Linked DNA regions of Ovis aries: region 2 is linked to region 1. A link is a contact called in public Hi-C data. All regions are on one chromosome and are shown on one strand. The core of a region is the stretch at or near the end of the contact, and the rest is flanking DNA. Distances in the headings are between cores, read along the strand shown.

Region 1 (4,552 bases), core at 1,321-3,820:
GCAAGTGATGTGGAAGCGACTCCTTCCACAGAGGGCTAATAGTCCTCCTCCAAACATTCACCAGTCACTGATATTCTAAAAACATGTTACATGATGCATGCTCATCAGAAAAACTTAAATTGAAGAAGGTATATATTATAGACACAAAGCCCCAAAGACCTATAACTTTATTTTTCTATTGTAATAATTAGTGCTACTGTTTCCAAATGGGTTTCTAAATGTTTGTTAATTAAACCTAGCATTTCTTTCAAATTAACAGGTTGGTCCAAGAGTGCCTTCAAGGAACCTTTGGACACTGATCAAATGTGCTTTCCGTTTAAAAATATGACTACTGGGGACTTCCCTGGCAGGCCAGTGGTGAAAAGTTCCTCCTGTCCTCTTCCAATGCAGGAGGTGAGGGCCCCATCCCTGGTCACAAAACAGAAAAGTTGTAACAAATTCTATAAAGACTTTAGATTTCCTGATTTCTACACCAATTTCAGTAACTACCTAAGGTCTGTTGTATACCTAACGTCTGTCTGTACAATGGTTGTTTTTTCCTCTGGAAAAACAAAAAAGACACTTTTTTGGAAGCTGATAAAAAAATAAATCTGTCAAGAAAAGATATATATTCTTTTTGTGACACTGGTGTCTGTCACTTAGCCGCTGTGGACCTAAGTTTCCTCATAGATAAAATGGGCATGATAAACCCTATTCCACCAACGTCCAGGATCAATTGAGAGTATATGCGAAAAACACAACTTAAAATGGTGTTACAACTATTACTGCACTCTTAATGAGCATATTCAGTATCATTAATTTTCCTTTCCCTTTTCTTATGATTTTATTTATCTATGGCAGTGCTGAGTTTTCCTTGCTGCTCCGGGCTTAGGCTTCTTTTCTTTTCCTAAAGAGTGGAGGCAGCTCTCTAGTTGCAATGCACAAGCTTCTCATTGGCTGACTTCTCTTGTTGCGCAGCCTGGGCTCTAGGCCGGTGGGGGGTGGGGGGGCGCCTTCAGTAGTTGCGGGGAGTGTGCTCAGTAGTTGTGGCCCATGGGCTTAACTGCTCCGGGGCATGTGGGATCTTCCACTATCAGGGACTGAACTTGTGTCTCCTGCATTGGCAGGCAGGTTCTCTACCACTGAGCCACCTGGGAAGCCCTTTCTTTTCTTTTTAATCCACTTATTTTCTTATAGGTTTACAGCAGTTACTTATTATGTGAAATATAACTCTAAAAAAACAGCATAAAAGAATCTGAACTACTCCACCTCTTCTAATTAACAGCAATGAGTTAAAATTTTACCATAATTTAAAACAATTCAAAATTTCAAATTTAATGTTGTGAAACTCATATTTCAGCAACTTGCTTTTCACTACAGTGCATAAAGTTACGGGTTATTACCGAGCCTTCCAAGCCATAGTTAATAATGAACAAACCGTTATTAAACACAAATAGTTGAAATAATGCACCTCAAATTAACAGTAGTCGCAAATACTAATTCGGTTCAGGTAATGAGGATCAGCAAAACGTCACAGAGGCACAAGTGTACTGCAGATCTAGAAGACTGCACTAATAAAATACGGAGCAAACTAACCCAGAGCAACACAGAATAGATGAGTTAGTACACATTCTAAAACTGTATCTATGATACTAGGAAGACAATAAAAAGAATCAATGTTTGTGTGTCTACTTCTAAATAAACGGTTAAAAGACACTCCACTTGCAAATTATTGCATATGAGATCCTTCACTCCGATGGCATTAAAAAAAAATCCGATTTATATAGACCTCAAAGGTTTACGTTTCAGGAAAACACGAAAGCCAGTAACAGTGAAACATCAGGTGGTTTCTCTTTGTTGATTACCGATGACACAGCTTTCTTCCTGAAAGTCCACAACTAATTACAAGCAAAACTGCCTGTCTTAGGGCCCGTCTCTCGCCTCACCTACAGACTAACTATACGGGAGTTAAAGTCTCTCCAAGTGGGTCTCTCCAAGTGGAGCACTCCGTCTGGGGCGCCAGGAGGCGACGGTGGGGTCTGCCGGTCCAACTCCGCAGGCGGAGCGGAGTCAGGCTCGACCGCGAGCAGGGCGGCTAGGGCCTGCTCGACCCGTCCCCTCGCCCCGCACCGGGGAGACAGCGGGGCTCGGCGCGCTTTGGGGGCGAGGACGGGACCGTGCCTCCCGCAGGGGGGCCGGGAAAAGCGAGCGGTGGGGGTCAGGCCAGGTGTACTCCAAACGGACGGGGCAGGCGCTGAGACGCCAGGGACTGGCAGCCGGGCCTCTCGGGGCCCGGAGGAAAGGCTGGGGGCCCCTGGGGTTGGAGGTAGGCCGGAGGGGGTGTCCGTGCCACATCTCGGGCCCTCGCCTCCTTCACCTGCCACGAACACCACGAAGACCGCGCCGCTCCTCTTGGCCGACGCGATGGCGGCCGGAATGGCGCCCTGGAACCACAGCATCGCTGCCCTCGGGCCGAGGCGCTCGCTCGGTGTGTTGTCGCCGCGGTCCCGGAGTTGGCCCCGCCCTCTCCGTCGCCTAGCTCCGGGGGCCCCGCAGCCCCAGCCGGTCCGCACCCCGCCTCCGGCTCCGCACAGGAGCGCAAGCCCGTCAGCGGCCCATTGAACGCGCAGGCGAGGCGCACCCCGAGACACGTGACGCTACACGTCAGCGTAAGCGCCACGCCCCTGTGCCTTGTCTCGTTGGCAAGTCGGAGTGTGCGCGCGCACGCGAGGCCGCAAGGCGCTGCAGTCTCGGAAATAGGAAGAGGCGTAGGGAAGAATGACTAATCGCTAAATGGCGTCGGTGGCGCCTTCGCGATGCATGACGGGAATTGTAGTCTTGGCTTGGTCCCTTTAATATTCTTCGGTTCAGTTCAGTTCAGGCACTCAGTCGTGTCCGACTCTTTGCGACCCCATGAATCGGAGCACGCCAGGCCTTCCTGTCCATCACCAACTCCCGGAGTTCACTCAGACTCACGTCCATCGAATCAGTGATGCCATCCAGCCATCTCATCCTCTGTCATCCCCTTCTCCTCCTGCCCCCAATACCTCCCAGCATCTTTTCCAATGAGTCAACTCTTCACATGAGGTGGCCAAAGTACTGGAGTTTCAGCTTTAGCATCATTCCTTCCAAAGAAATCCCAGGGTTGATCTTCAGAATGGACTGGTTGGATCTCCTTGCAGTCCAAGGGACTCTCAAGAGTCTTCTCCAACACCACAGTTCAAAAGCATGAATTCTCAGCTTTCTTCACAGGCTAACTCTCACATCCATACGTGACCACTGGAAAAACCATAGCCTTGACTAGATGGACCTTTGTTGGCAAAGTAATGTTTCTGCTTTTCAATATGTTATCTAGGTTGTTCATAATTTTCTTCCAAGGAGTAAGCGTCTTTTAATTTCATGGCTGCAGTCACCATCTGCAGTGATTTTGAAGCCCCCCAAAATAAAGTCTGACAATGTTAATATTTTAGGAAATGTTAATTGTGGTTTGCCGGTACGGCTAAGGGGGCGACCGTGAGATCCGCTTCACAGTCTACGAAGAGAAGGAGAAATGGTGCTACTCATCGGAAGATGCCCTTCTTTTTGAGAACTTAAATAAGAGGAAATCATCCTCGCCCCGGATGGAACTCTATGCGACGATGTAATTCTCTATTATGATTAGTGGCTATTGTGGATGGGTGTCTCTCGGTATGAAACTTAATGGGGTTTGTAGGGATTTACTACAAGGCTTTGGTTTCTACTGAACTTAATTTATCAGCTCGACCTTGAAGAAGAGAAATACAACAGTCACCTTCTGTAATAATATACAGTGCGTGTACCTGAGGGGAGGTTTTGGTTGAACGCAGACCTTGAGTAAGGTCGTTGGTTAGAGATCACTACAAAGGACTGGAAGAAACACAAGCTGGAATCAAGATTGCCGGGAGAAATATCAATAACCTCAGATATGCAGATGACACCACCCTTATGGCAGGAAACGAAGAGGAATAAAAAGCCTCTTGATGAAAGTGAAAGAGGAAAGTGAAAAAGTTGGCTTAAAGCTCAACATTCAGAAAACGAAGATCATGGCATCTAGTCCCATCACTTCATGGGAAATAGATGGGGAAACAGTGGAAACAGTGTCAGACTTTATTTTTTTGGGCTCCCAAATCACTGCAGATGGTGGCTGCAGCCATGAAATTAAAAGACGCTTACTCCTTGGAAGAAAATTATGAACAACCTAGATAACATATTGAAAAGCAGAAACATTACTTTGCCAACAAAGGTCCGTCTAGTCAAGGCTATGGTTTTTCCAGTGGTCATGTATGGATGTGAGAGTTGGACTGTGAAGAAAGCTGAGAACCAAAGAATTGATGCTTTTGAACTGTGGTGTTGGAGAAGACTCTTGAGAGTCCCTTGGACTGCAAGGAGATCCAACCAGTCCATTCTGAAGATCAACCCTGGGATTTCTTTGGAGGGAATGATGCTAAAGCTGAAACTCCAATACTCTGGCCACCTCATGTGAAGAGTTGACTCGTTGGAAAAGACTCTGATGCTGGGAGGTATTGGGGGCAGGAGGAGAAGGGGACGACAGAGG
Region 2 (4,552 bases), core at 804-3,303, 180 kb after region 1:
ACATACAAATATATATATACACACACACATTTTTTTTTCTACTCTGGAAAATCATATTATAAAAACCATCCGCTACTCATTAAGCCTTCCTATTTAAGCAAGCACCTCTTCGCCTTTTACTTAGTTGACCTGCTATCCCAATTATACACGGGACCTTGAGAGCCTCAACAGTTTGTTTCTGCATTAAAGCAAGCTCAAAGAACAGAGGCACTCTCCTCTGCACCTAGCAACAACAAAAAAGAGAACGACAAAAAACTTCAAACACACAGGGATCTGGGGGGCAGAGCCGAAGGCTCAACCCTGATGGGTGTAAATCTGATCCCCGAGGTCTGTGGCACTGACAGTCATTCAACTTTCTTTCCAATATTCCCACTGTGCTTTTTCTGGTACCACACGCAAAATGTACCACCTAACATCTCATCAACCAGTCGGAATGTCTTATTTCCTTTCTAAAAATTTTCGGGATGCAAGGCCAGGGGGCAGCGGCCGCGGGGTGGGCCGGGGAGCCTGGAGCACGGGCGCTAGCCACCCAGGAGAGCAGAGCCCCGAACGGCACCCGCTCCGGGCAGGCCTGCTGTGGTTGGTTCCCCAGTCCCTGGGGGTGCAAGAACAGCAGCAGCAGCCATAGCAGGGACTCGGGAACCTTTCCCCAGTCTCCTCCGCTAGGCCTCGAGGGCTTTGCTTTTCACATGGCCCCCGGGTGGGGGCGGTGGGCGCAAGGTACTAGATGCAGCTGCAGGCGCAGCGGCGGGCCAGGCGAGCCGGGGCTCCCTTAGAACCCGACCTCCCAGCGGGGCTGGCAGCAGCAGCACCTTGGCGGGGCCCTGGCTGGAGCGTCGACCGCTCGGCGGGGAAGGCCACCTTCTCACACATCACATCTCTCCCCTGACTGCCTCCTTCTCCGTTAGCGCTACCGGCTGGCGGGCGGGGGAGGGGAGGGAGGCGCGTTATTCCCGGGGAGCTGAAGAGGGGGAGGGGAGGGCATCTCTTACCCGCGTTACTGAGGAGGAGGAGGAGGCGGTTGGAGCGCGGCGCGGCGGGGCGACGGCGGGGCTGGGTGGGTGCAAGTAGGAGTCTTACGAAAGGGAATTAACCCCATCACCAGCCCGGACACCGGCTCCAGCGGCAGCCGCGGCTGGCAGAATCCCGCCCCTTCCCACCACGCACTAGCCCCGCCTCCTCGTTCTCTTTGAGAGCAGTCGACAAATCATAGGATGTACATCCTTGGAGTGGCAGGAGGATTATCCAATCACACCTCAAAAAACGGCCTTCTCTCCACCCCTTCATCTCCTCCCGGGCCGCGGGAGAGCCGTGCCAAATCTTTCTCCACCCTCAAAGGAAAAAGAGCCAATCGGCTGTAAGTATCCGCCCTTGAAGGACGCAAAGGACAACCAATAATAAACCTAGGAGGACAGCCATTTTGCCCACTTGAGAAAGAGCCACCTTTTCCCACGAGTTGGAACCTGAGGTTGGGGGAGTTCTGGGAATTTTTACTGACCTGGATGTATTGGAAAGACAACTATATTTCCTCAGGAGTATTTATACTGTTTTATAGGAGGAAAGGAAAATTTTCGTCCTCCATGTGGTTGGAGGTGGGGAATACTGCTGAAGGATTTGGCTCCTCCTCTCAGCGGTAACGGGCTCTAAGACCAACACCTGGTTTCTCCAGTCTCAATGGGGAAAGGCGGGGTGATTACCCTTTTCGGCTTGCAGCCGACTACAGCTCCCAAAATGCTTTGTCCCCGCCCATATCCTTTCCTCAGTTTGCTTCCCGCGGGGCCTGACGGGAATTGTAGTTCATGGGGGATACCCACGCCGCCTCATCGGCCAATGAAAAAGAATATATTTCTGAATGATGTGGAGTTTGGGGCTGGGAAATAACCTCAGGGCTGAGGTGAAGCCTTTTCGCCACCCTAATAGAAGGAGCGAGAAGAGTTAGAAAAGGGAGTCGGGGAAGAGTATTTTCTCGGAACGTGGTAGGGGTTTTAGATTCCTGCTATTTGCACTCTATTACTTTCAGTTTGTCCTTTTGAAGTCACTTCCGCTTTGGGACGGACACAGGCCAAACCCGTGGCGGGAGTTGGAGATTCTGCAGCGGATACACCAGGTGTGGTCGTCCGGGAGTGGCGTGGCGGGCTAGTTGGTAGTTTCTTGCGTGAGTGATAGGAAGTCGAACAGAATTTAATTGCATTTTAAGAAAGAGTGGGTAAAATGGGATGGGGGTAGTTTCAAAGTCCAAGATGCCGTTCTCCAGCCTCCTTGTCAATCCCGGAGTCTCACTTGTCTTTTGACTTGCCAAGTATTAGATTGCACGCATAAATTTGGGGAGTGTGCCTCTAAAACCTTCACGTCTTCAGTTTGACTAAAAGGAACCAACTCAGAAGTTCTGAGCGAAGTCTTCCCATTTTTGCAAACCAACTTCTAAAGGCTGGTTCCAAGAAAAACTGCAGAAGGGCTCATGATTGATACTTGAGAATAGTCGCATTACTTTTTTTTTTTAGTAAAGCAAACATTAAACAAGTGTCGACAGAATGCCAACTATAGTACCCTGATGAATACAGATTATTAGAAAGGGGTTGGAGCCAAAAGCCTAACAAGTTGAACACACTAGGCCCTGTTTGTGCCCCTGTTCGGGTGCTAGGTTGTGTGTGTTTACCGTTGAACGTTCCCTTTGAGGTTCCTTGGGTAACTCATCGATCAAAGGAAATGCAGAAGGTGGTATCAGGCAAGGTCGTCCCCCCCACTTGCTGTGACGTCTTATCACAGCAAGTCCAAAAACAGGACTCCCTCCGCAAGTCTGATGGCTTTCATCATCATTTTGACAGACTTTCTCCAATAAGTTCTTACTCAGTTTTCTCTCTTCTTTCACTGAGACTTTGTCTTAGAAATTATATTGTAAATATTTATTGAGAATTTAATACTGTGTTAGGCACTATGCTGCCTTCCTGGTGGCGCAGACTGTAAAGAATCTGCCTGCAGTGCGGGAGACCTGGGTTTCATGCCTGGGCTCGGAAGATCCGCTGGAGAAGGAAGGGACAGGCTACCCACTCTTGTATTCTTGTGGAGAATCCAATGGACAGAGGAGCCTGGCGGGCTACACTGCATGGGGTTGCAAAGAGTCGGACAAGACTGAGCTATTAAACCCAGGCCAACCAGGCACTATGCCAAATTTAGGAAGAGCAGTGCCAAAAAGACAGGCTCCTTATCCAAAAGTAGTGAGGAAGACAGATGCCAAACAAAATTAATGGTAGGGTTACTTGTTCTATCTCTAAGTCAGATCTTCATTAGTCATGTTTTGCTAGTTTTTTTATTCTACCTGTGGACTAAACTAAACATATTTTCTGTTTTTGTTTTGTTTTGTTTTTCTACTTCAAACACTGTTAGGTTTGTGTCCTAGACTCATGAGTGGTGTTAATACATCAACTAGATGGTAAATTTTATAGTGTAATACTGGTAGATACAGGAATGTCATCACACTTTTCAGCAAAACAGTGTTCTGGGTCCTCCAGACAAAGTGTTGCCTCTTTTTAATGCTAATTGGGAATTTCTTATAATTTAGCAGAAAGTTCTTCTAAAGATGCTTATTTTTTTTTTGTCATGAGTGCTTCCAGTGTAAATCAAGTCAATAAATACTAATGGCTTTCATTTTATTGACTGTTTTCTCTGAGCCAGGAATGGTGTTAAGTGCTTTCAAGAGTGTCCCCTTCAGCAATCTGCAAGGATTGTTCAGTGACATTTTATAGGTGAAGAAATTGGAGCCCAATGAAGACAAAATTTTTTTTATTGGAGCATTAGTTGATTTCAAATGTTGCGTTAGTTTCTCCTGTACAGCAAGGTGAGTCAGTTACGCATGTACATATATCCACTCTTGCTTAAATTTTTTCCCCTTTAGGTCATTACAGAGTATTGAATAGAGTTCTCTGTGCTATACAGTAGGCCCTTATTAGTTACCTGTTTTATGTATACTAATGTATATGTCAATGGGCTTCCCAGGTCGCTCAGCTGATAAAGAACCCATCTGCAGTGCAGGAGACCTGGGTTTGATTCATGGGTTGGGAAGATCCCATGGAAGAGGGCATGGCATCCCACTCCAGTATTCTTGCCTGAAAAATTCCATGGACAGAGGAGCCTGGTGGGCTTACAGTCCATGGGGTTGCAAACAGTCAGACATGACTGAGCGACTAAGCACAGCATAGCACATATGTTAATACCGATCTCCCACTTTATCCGTCCTCACCCTCAGTAAGACTTTAAGGCCTTGGTCAGCAAACTTTGGGGCTGAGATTCACATCCAGCTCTGTTTCATTCCTGAATTCTTAACCACTGCTCATCCTGCCTCTTATTTATTAATTCCCCAATATGTGCCAGGCATATAGTGAGAAATGTGAAATTTCATCCTAGGATTCTAGAACCAATAGAGGCAGTCACTTCCTCTTTTGAGTTCCCCTTTGGCATCACGTAGGACATACTCACTGTATTTAAAAACACAGGAAAATATAAAAAAGGAAGTAAAGCTTATTAGTATTCCTATTGCTCAGAGATACTTCTGTTA

Evidence for each region. Hi-C and Micro-C count contacts between places; a contact is called where the count stands out from the background.
Region 2: a Hi-C map of mixed tissues shows a contact between it and region 1, with 2.8 times the contacts expected there. The contact joins the promoter of ZRANB3 here to the promoter of UBXN4 in region 1. A contact is called at or near these places in 2 of 16 Hi-C or Micro-C datasets (blood and mixed tissues).

What each region holds. Positions count from the first base shown.
Region 1 is chr2:175,084,220-175,088,771 of ARS-UI_Ramb_v3.0, forward strand. UBXN4 (UBX domain protein 4) reads right to left here and starts at 2,571. Exons shown (of 12, transcript XM_060410068.1): 1 at 2,357-2,571. The coding sequence starts at 2,438.
Region 2 is chr2:175,267,019-175,271,570 of ARS-UI_Ramb_v3.0, forward strand. It overlaps ZRANB3 (zinc finger RANBP2-type containing 3), which reads left to right and starts at 2,054. Exons shown (of 21, transcript XM_060410091.1): 1 at 2,054-2,107; 2 at 3,673-3,835. R3HDM1 (R3H domain containing 1) reads right to left here and starts at 1,154. Exons shown (of 23, transcript XM_060410088.1): 1 at 993-1,154.